Linked DNA regions of Mus musculus: regions 1 and 3 are each linked to region 2. A link is a contact called in public ChIA-PET and Hi-C data. All regions are on one chromosome and are shown on one strand. Each heading gives the region's core, a stretch centred on a gene start, on an enhancer-like site or on the middle of the called end of the contact. The rest is flanking DNA. Distances are from core to core; before and after follow the strand shown.

The links. A called contact is a pair of places that touch in the nucleus more often than the background predicts. ChIA-PET counts read pairs in DNA pulled down with a chosen protein or histone mark.
Region 1: a Hi-C map of the G1E-ER4 cell line shows a contact between it and region 2, with 2.1 times the contacts expected there. The contact joins the enhancer-like site here to the promoter of Epb41l5 in region 2. A contact is called at or near these places in 2 of 39 promoter capture datasets (the HPC-7 cell line and HPC-7-derived erythroid cells), 12 of 484 Hi-C or Micro-C datasets (the AML12 cell line, the G1E-ER4 cell line, the P5424 cell line and 7 more), 3 of 115 datasets of contacts at active chromatin or transcription factors (bone marrow-derived dendritic cells, cardiomyocytes and extraembryonic endoderm stem cells) and 3 of 9 other capture datasets (adipose tissue, embryonic stem cells and liver).
Region 3: an RNA polymerase II ChIA-PET map of memory CD8 T cells shows a contact between it and region 2, with 13 read pairs. The contact joins the enhancer-like site here to the promoter of Epb41l5 in region 2. A contact is called at or near these places in 3 of 484 Hi-C or Micro-C datasets (group 2 innate lymphoid cells, nephron progenitors and uterus), 3 of 115 datasets of contacts at active chromatin or transcription factors (extraembryonic endoderm stem cells, memory CD8 T cells and pancreatic cancer cells) and 2 of 9 other capture datasets (adipose tissue and liver).

What each region holds. Positions count from the first base shown.
Region 1 is chr1:119,475,848-119,478,547 of GRCm38.p6, reverse strand. It overlaps Ralb (v-ral simian leukemia viral oncogene B), which reads left to right. Exons shown (of 5, transcript NM_022327.5): 3 at 425-633; 4 at 2,476-2,653. Among named protein-coding and RNA genes, the nearest start is that of Gm46145, 23 kb to the right of the region's middle. Within about 2 kb of position 1,442, at least 32 of the 459 cell types and tissues checked have an H3K27ac peak or open chromatin away from gene starts, as enhancers often do. A contact at or near this core is called in the G1E-ER4 cell line and the HPC-7 cell line, where this site is marked.
Region 2 is chr1:119,647,596-119,650,295 of GRCm38.p6, reverse strand. Epb41l5 (erythrocyte membrane protein band 4.1 like 5) reads left to right here and starts at 1,296. Exons shown (of 25, transcript NM_145506.4): 1 at 1,296-1,511.
Region 3 is chr1:119,455,993-119,458,692 of GRCm38.p6, reverse strand. No RefSeq gene overlaps it. Among named protein-coding and RNA genes, the nearest start is that of Gm46145, 3.5 kb to the right of the region's middle. Within about 2 kb of position 1,387, at least 59 of the 459 cell types and tissues checked have an H3K27ac peak or open chromatin away from gene starts, as enhancers often do. A contact at or near this core is called in adipose tissue, memory CD8 T cells and uterus, where this site is marked.

The DNA.
Region 1 (2,700 bases), core at 193-2,692, 170 kb after region 2:
TTTTCCATTGTTTGTATTATAATTTTATGCTCTATTGACAATGATATCATCAAGAATTCTTCTTAGTGTTGGCCTTTCTTATCTGTAAAATGGGGCTATCTGCCCCTGTTGTTGAAAGCTTTAAAAAAAAGAAATTGAACTCAGAGCTATTAAGGCAGGAAGTGTTCCCAAGCATGATGGGACATGCTTGCAATTCCAACATTTGGAAAGTAGAGACAGGAGGTTCAAGACCAGCCTGAGCCACATCGTGTGACCCTGTTGAAGGAAGGAAGGAAGGAGTGGGTTGTTTGCATTCTTCAGTGTCTTCTCTGGGTGTAATAGCTCTAGACTCTTAGTGAATACAAAGCTGATTGCAAAGCATTCAGACGTAGTGATGTAGTCGGGGTGCCGACTGTACTCCTTAATTCTGACTGCTTCCCCCCAGTTTGTAGAAGACTATGAGCCCACCAAAGCTGACAGTTACAGAAAGAAGGTGGTTCTCGACGGAGAAGAGGTCCAGATAGACATCCTGGACACCGCTGGCCAGGAGGACTATGCGGCCATCCGTGACAACTACTTCCGAAGCGGAGAAGGCTTTCTGCTGGTGTTCTCCATCACAGAGCACGAGTCTTTCACAGCCACAGCCGAGTTCAGGTGTGCTTGACTGGGGAGAGCCTGGCCCTGACCCTCCTGCCCGGCGGCTGAGGGCGAGGGATCCGGGGTCGAGTGGCCTAGTGATGGCCGGGCTCTGATGAGGAAGAACTCTGCCGTAGGGTTCTCTGAATCTTGTTACACTTTGGTCTACTATTGTTTCTGTTTCTTTGGGCATCCATGTTTTAGGATTTCTGCACATACCTTTTTTAAAAGGTGGACTTATTTTTATTTATGTGTACTGGTGTTTTGCCTACTGTATGTCTGTGTACCAAGTGTGTGCAGTACATACAAGGGCCAAAGAGTTCTGAGCGTGCCAATAGACCCCAAAGTTGTCTGCAAGAGCAGCCAGTGTTCCCAACTCCAAATTCTGTTATAAAGAAATAGTGAGCATTGGGGGGTACTTCTTCTGTAGCTGGTTCTTCACCACACCACACAAGCTTTCCCACTTTCTTATATAATTGCAAATTTTTTCATCGACTCCCCTTAAGGACAGAATACCCTAGTTAGTCCGCTTATCAGAAAAGAAGTTACTGTGGTTTGTGGTTTCTGAGGCTACCAACCACGATCATGTGGCCTGTTGCTCTGGGCCCAGGGGTAGGGGGCATGCAGCATGGTGGGGGTTATGTTACTGAAGGCTTGTGTGGTACACGGCAGCTGGGGTGCAAAAGAGGGAGTCTAGAGTCCCAGTGTCCCTTCCCAGGGCACACCCCAGAGACCTATCTTCTTCCCACCAGGCCCTGCCTCCTAAAGGTCTCTAAAGAGCTGAAGGTTCTGGCTTGCTTTCTGCAGCTGCGGTGTGTGTATGGAGGAGACGCACAGCAGAGAACTCAGCGTGAGCTCTTGCGGCTGCAGATTTTTTTTGAGCATTCAGGAAGTTTCTATGTGGGTAACACTTTTGTGATCACAACTGTGTTTCCTCTTCATAATCTGATTTTGAGGCCATCCCGGAGATAAAACAGGATGTCTGTACACACTGCTTTCTTCTCTCCCTTGTGCCTGTATTGGAATTACTAAGCATTTTTGTGAGCTGTTGCTTTGGGTTTGATTGGATTTTTTTGTTTTGTTTGTTGTTTTAAGTAGTGTCTCATGAAGCCTTAAACTTACTATGTAGCTAAGATGACCATGAACTTCTGGTCTTCCTGTCTCCTGGGTTTACAGGCGTGTAGCACCATGCCTGCCTGTAGAGTGCTGAGAAGGAACCAGGGGTGGGGGGTGGGGAGGGGCTCTGTGTATACAGTGGGAGCACCCTGCCATCTGGGCCATGTCCCCGAGATTCACAGAGGGTTTCTTCCTGACTTCCCTCTCCCTTTCTCTTTGACCCCATAAATTGGGGGACTCCGTTGAGATGCAGACTCCTGACTTCCTATGCAGACATCTCTTTTGTAGGAGTATGGGGCAGAGAAATCCGTACCTGGGAGAGACCAGATGATCATAATGGACGAAAGCTAAGGGCCAGCCTGGAAAAGCCCCTGCTAGTAGACACCCATTTTGAAATCTCCCGATGGAATGATTTCTCTTGTTCTTTACCGAGGGCTTTAGATGCTCTGTAAACCCCGAGGCACCTGGCAGCTACTTGTAAAGCTGACTTCATATGCCAGCTTTTAAACAAAACAAAGCAACTTTATTTATTTGTGCGCTGTGCGTGCACCGGCATACATACCATAGTTCACGTGGAGGAAGGAGGACAACCTGCAGGAACCAGTTATCACCACTCACAGTGTAGATCAAACCCAGGTCCTCAGACTGCCTTGGAGGCAAGCACTCAGCCGCTGAGCCGTCCTGGTGCCTCTCCCGCCAGTTTTGGCTTTCTTAACCACACTGTTCTTGCCGCACCGTCCCTAGGGAACAGATTCTCCGAGTCAAGTCAGAGGAGGACAAGATCCCACTGCTGGTCGTGGGCAACAAGTCCGACCTGGAGGAGCGGAGGCAGGTGCCTGTGGACGAGGCCCGAGGCAAAGCGGAGGAGTGGGGTGTGCAGTACGTGGAGACATCTGCAAAGACCCGCGCCAATGTGGACAAGGTAGGACGAGTTCTGGAGGCTTCTCAGAATCTGGCTTTTGCTGTCTC
Region 2 (2,700 bases), core at 47-2,546:
CTTCATTCCCAGACCCCACACCCACTGCTATTTTCTAGGTGTTTACTAACCGCCAGTCAGACATGTTTTGAACCAAGGACTTTATGCACTCTACCAACTGAGCTATACCCTACAGCATTTTCTTTTTCCTTCTGAGATGGTGTTAGGTAGACTGGCCTCCAATTCCTGGGCTTAAGTGATCTTTCTGCCTCAAAGGCTATAGGCACAAGGAGGACAGGTACACTCTCCCATACAGGCTAAACCATGAAATAACTTGTTTAATTATGACAGAACCTCTCAATGTGGCCAGTGCTGGCCCTGAACTCACTACTCAGCCCCCAAGGGGCTTTTACTGCTGGGATTGCCTTGAGGGACTCCTGTCTTTCTTCTTTATCTGCCTTATCTCCAGGGTCTACAGAGCTGTAGGCATTTTGATAAACTATCTGAAGAATGAATGAATGGAATGTCGCCCTGCCACTTAGGGCCTCCATTCTGTGACCACAGTGCCTGGAGCATCAGTCTGTTATTTCCCTTTCCCAGCAGCGTTCTCTCCAGGGCTCTCATCACCACTTGACACATAGTTGTTCTCTTTCTCCATTACAGACTAAAGGTTGCTTTAATCTCTAGGATTTGGGGGGAGGGAGCAAGGAAACATTTAAATAAATGCTGGATCAATTAATAAACAACTGTGTAAGAGAAAACATACTAGACTACATTAAAAATAGGAAAATACTCATTTTTGCTGTGCCAGGGATTGGATCCTGGGCCTGGTATGTGCTAGTCTAACACCCTACCACTGAACTGTATCTTAAACCCAACGTTTCATTTTCAAATCATATTACCAGGAAGGTGAAAAATTCAAAACATAAACCAAGCGCCATGGAGATGCTCAGTGTGGGTAAAAGTGCTTCATTCCAAATGTGAAGGCCAGAGTCTGGTCCCCTGTGCCCACATGATACTCCTGCAAGTTGTTCTCAGACAGGGACTGTGGCATATCTTTCCCTGACCCATACATATACGCACAGAAAAAAATAATCTTTTTTAAAAGACAGGATTTCACTAGGTAGTCCTGGCTGACCTGTAACTAAGTAGCTGTGGCTGGACTCGAACTCACAGAAATCCACCTGCCTCTGCCTCTGCCTCTGCCTCTGCCTCTGCCTCTGCCTCTGCCTCTGGAGTATTGGGATTAAAGGTGAACTGCCTTTCTGTATTTCTATAGTCCCATCTGGTGTTGCCAGCTTAAATTCAGGTCTCAGGAGGCCGATTTCCGGGGCGGTGCCATTGCCCCTTTAAGAGCGGAGCGTCCCGCCCTTCGGGGGGCGGACCTTGGATGGGGCTTTAAGGGGCGTGCCCTCGGGCGGCCGGGGTCCTCCGGGGATTAGCGCAGGGTGGGCTCGCGCCTTGCGCCGCCATTTCTCGGTGTCTCTGGAGACCCGTCCTCTCCTCTAGCCGGCTGGGCATCTCTCTCCGAGGGTCGCGCGTCCCAGTCGCAGTGGTCTCCGTCGCTTCACGGTGTTCACCCCCGAGTACAGGTAAGAGTTTGGCCTCGGGTGTCCAGTTGGCCCTGCTCACTGAGCCGAGGCTCTCGACCGTGCCGGGTGGGCGGCCCGGCTCCCCGGGCGACGCCGCGGGCTGGGAGGGGAGTGGCGGCGACGGCCAATGGGGCTGGGCGCTGAGTTTCGGGCGATACCGCGCGGTGGCCGCTGAGGGCCGGGCGCGTCGCCGGGGTCTCGCGCGTTGTTGGGGGGAAACTCTGGTCACCCCTGACCTCCCCGTAGCTGTGGGATTAGGGGAAGGTCGCCTCGAGTGTCACTTCGCCGGGATTGTGGGCAGACATCGGTGAGACAGGACGTGCCAGCTAGCTCCCGGTCGAGTGAAACTTGGGAAGCGTACGAGGCAGGTGCGTTCCCGGGAACCGCCAAGGCCGAGGGCGCTCCCCGCCCCCACGCGTGGCGCGCGTCCGGTAATGATGGGTTCTCCTGTGGGTAGAAGATAATTGTGTCCATCTCTGGTTACTGTAGTCTCCCGGGTTCTGCTTTAAGAGCGAGAAGGCTCCAGGCTCCGAAGTTGTTTAGCAATAGTTCAAAATTACTAGTAATGGTTTTTTTTTTTTCCCTTAAGAATTGGAGATAAGCCCACCAAGAAATTATGAATGTAATTCACAACTCCGCTCACCCCAGATGCACTGAGCTGAGGCACTGAGCACTGCTAACTGCAGTGGGTAACTTGTATGTGTCTAAATGAACACTTTGGGATCATTATTTTCTTTTTCTTCCCAACCCCCACTTCGTTCTTCTTCTAATTCTTTTTCTCTCTTTCTTCCTTTCCTTTCCTTCTTTTCTTTTCTTTTCTTTTCTTTCGATACTGGGAACCAAACCCGGGTTCTGGAACGCTAGGCTGAACTAAATCTAAATGCTCACACCTGTTTTTTTCTTTTCTTGTTGTTGTTGTTCTTGTTAGGATAACTTGTTTGGGCAGCGATGTGCGCAATGTTCCTGTGTTTAGTTTCTTAGTTACAGTTTCTTTTGCGGGAGTAACTGGGATGAAAGATACTGATAACTTTAGGACATTTTCTATAGTTTTCAATATTACTGTTTTTTTTTTTTTTTAAAAAATCACTAGCTTGGCTGTAGATACCCTATGGTGTAAAGCATGGATACCCAGGGTTCAATCCCCAGCACTGCAACAGGAAGAGCCAAAAGGGAGGCGCAGTTGACACTT
Region 3 (2,700 bases), core at 138-2,637, 190 kb after region 2:
AGGCATATATAGAGTGCATAGGTGTGAGATGCTATCATGCCTGCCTTATGTGGTATTGGGATGGAACTCAGGACTTCATGCACATTCGGCAAGCACTCCAGCAACTGAGCTACATTCCCAGTTCCCAGTGCCCCATTCGTTTTTATTTGGACAGAATGTTATACCAAAAAAAAAAAAAAAAAAAAAAAAAAAAAAAGATGTCATTTTTTTAGTCACACCAGGCTCATTGAACGCTATTCGCAAACACCTAGCTCCACCTAGTGGCTACAGGAGGGTCGATTTTTCCCGAGAAAGCTCTTGAGGCTGGTCTGGGACCCTGCCTAAGTGAGGGTAGCTTTGGTAACTCCCTGGAAGCTGATTCGGAGCAGAACGCCTGCCTGAATCACTCCCTTGAAAAAGGTCCAAACACAGTTGTTGGGTTTAATGACCTGCGTTATTATGGGCTTTGGATTTTGTGTGTGTGCCAAGCCAAAGCATGAACAATACACAAACTCTTAAGGAAAAACACCGTGGCAGAGAGCAGGGCAGACAACATAAGCCCACTGTCTGTGAGGGCTGGTGGTTTCACTCGCATTTTTATTGCATTAATCAATTTGTATTGCAGAACATAGGAAGACTGTTCCCACAGTGAGTTTTGTTTACTGAGAAAGATTGGGAAAGTAACAGGGGAGCCCTAATTCCTCACACTGCAATTCAGCAAGCTCCTTTCCACATGAAACGCAAATGGGCTGCAACCCAGCGTGCAACTGCGCTCTCTCTCTCTCTCTCTCTCTCTCTCTCTCTCTCTCTCTCACACACACACACACACACACACACACACACACACACACACACACGAGAAAGGCCTTGGAGAACCACCCTAGTCACGTACTCCCTTCTCACCCCCCCCCCCAAGGAGCACCCAGACCTTGGTCTTAAAGACACATTCCCTTGGGGGCATCAGTCCCTGTAGTAGCGGTTCTGTCATTTTGGCTGCCATCACCAGAGATAGCCTCTGCTTCAAGGACTGCTCCCTCTTAGCCCAAACAAGCTGACTTCAGAGGCCAGGGCCAGCCAGTCCGTAGACTCAGTGCTCCCGTAGGCAAGCAGGTTGGGCTGAGCACTGACCGTGACCACATGTGCCATGGGCCCTTTGAGCACATTCTACTTGGGTGGGTGGCAGGTCATGACAAACTATTTTGCCCCAAGCATGGCTTATTCTTTTGCAATGCCCAAGCCCTATGTGTGGGTTAGAGCTTGGTGACTGTCCCTCAGTGGTGGGGGTAGGGATGGGGGCTGTAGCCCTAGGAAACAAGCTCACCTTGAAGCCCCGTGGCTCAGCCTCGCCTTCTATAGTTCAGGGCATAGCTGGCAGGGGGAAGCGGCTCGCATGTGATGGGATTGTGACCATATGTTGCTTTCAGTTTCAAAGCAGACTTTTAATAGCGGTTTCGTGTTACCTAGCTAAAAGTAGCTGTGAGCTTCTTGCCGCGTTCACACCTCTTCTCCCTTGTCCTGGATCATTTGTTCTGTGCTCCCTAAATTACCCATCCTTCTTGGGTTTAAGCATCAAAAAAAAAAAAAAAAAAAAAAAACCTCTTAGCTTCTAGCTTCTGCTGTTCACCAACACAGGTGCTATGTCAGCGGATCGCTCCCTCCACCCCACCCCAGTTCCCCCCACAGCCCTCCATCTTTCCCCACCTGTAAGCAGCGGTTCCCTGGCCAAGCTCCAAAGCACTTTCTTTTATCCCTTGATTGGGGTTTTATTTTAAAGAAGAAAGCCAAGCACATTTTTAACAGCCACAGCCAGATGGGGCTGAGCTCTTCCGAGGCAGCGAGGCAGCGCAGAGGTAATAAAACCCTGAGAGCTGGTGCGGCTAACCTAATGAGAGAGGCTGGGGCTTCCTGCCAGCTCCCAGTCCTGAAGAATACCTGTGGCCTCCGTGGAGGAGGCTCGTGACCTACGGCAGTGTTTTCCCATTTCTCTGTCCTCAAAGGCTGAAGTTAGTGCTGCGCTTTCCTAGCCCCAGGCTTTTCCACCCCTGCCTTGGACAGTTTTCACTCTGTGCTCCCGTAGTGACTTCTCCTACCTTAATAGACCTTGCTGCTGTACCTCATGGCTCTCCTTCCTTCCTTCCTTCCTTCCTTCCTTCCTTCCTTCCTTCCTTCCTTCCTTCCTTCCTTTTTTTCACTTTAATTGCATTTTATTTGTGTGTTTGTGTGAACACGTGGACACATATCACAGAACCCATGTGAAGGTCAAAGGACAACTTTCAGGAGTTAGTTCTCTTCTACCGTGTGGGTCTTGGAGATCAAATTCAGGCACACACACACGCACACACACACACACAAGCTAGTGAAACACCATCCATTCCCTCCTCTGCCCTTCTGCAATGGACTCCCATGTGTTAGACTGAGGGTGTCATGGGTTAGACTGAGAGTGTCCTCCCCTCCAGAAGAGATGTCATAGAGGCCACATTCTTCCCTTGGCCTGGCCCCTGGCTGCTAGTCACTGACAGGTGCCTTTCTTGCCATCTCTCAAGGGTGTTCTATTTCCATGGCTGCAGCTATAAGTCACCGACTTCCACTCAACCAGGCCAGGACGACCGAGGGCTCAGGGAGCACGTGCACAAGCCAGGGGCCACTAGGCTGGCAAGCTAGTCTAGCTAAGCCAGGACAGTGAGAGATCTCATATCGAGAGAGAGAGAGAGAGAGAGAGAG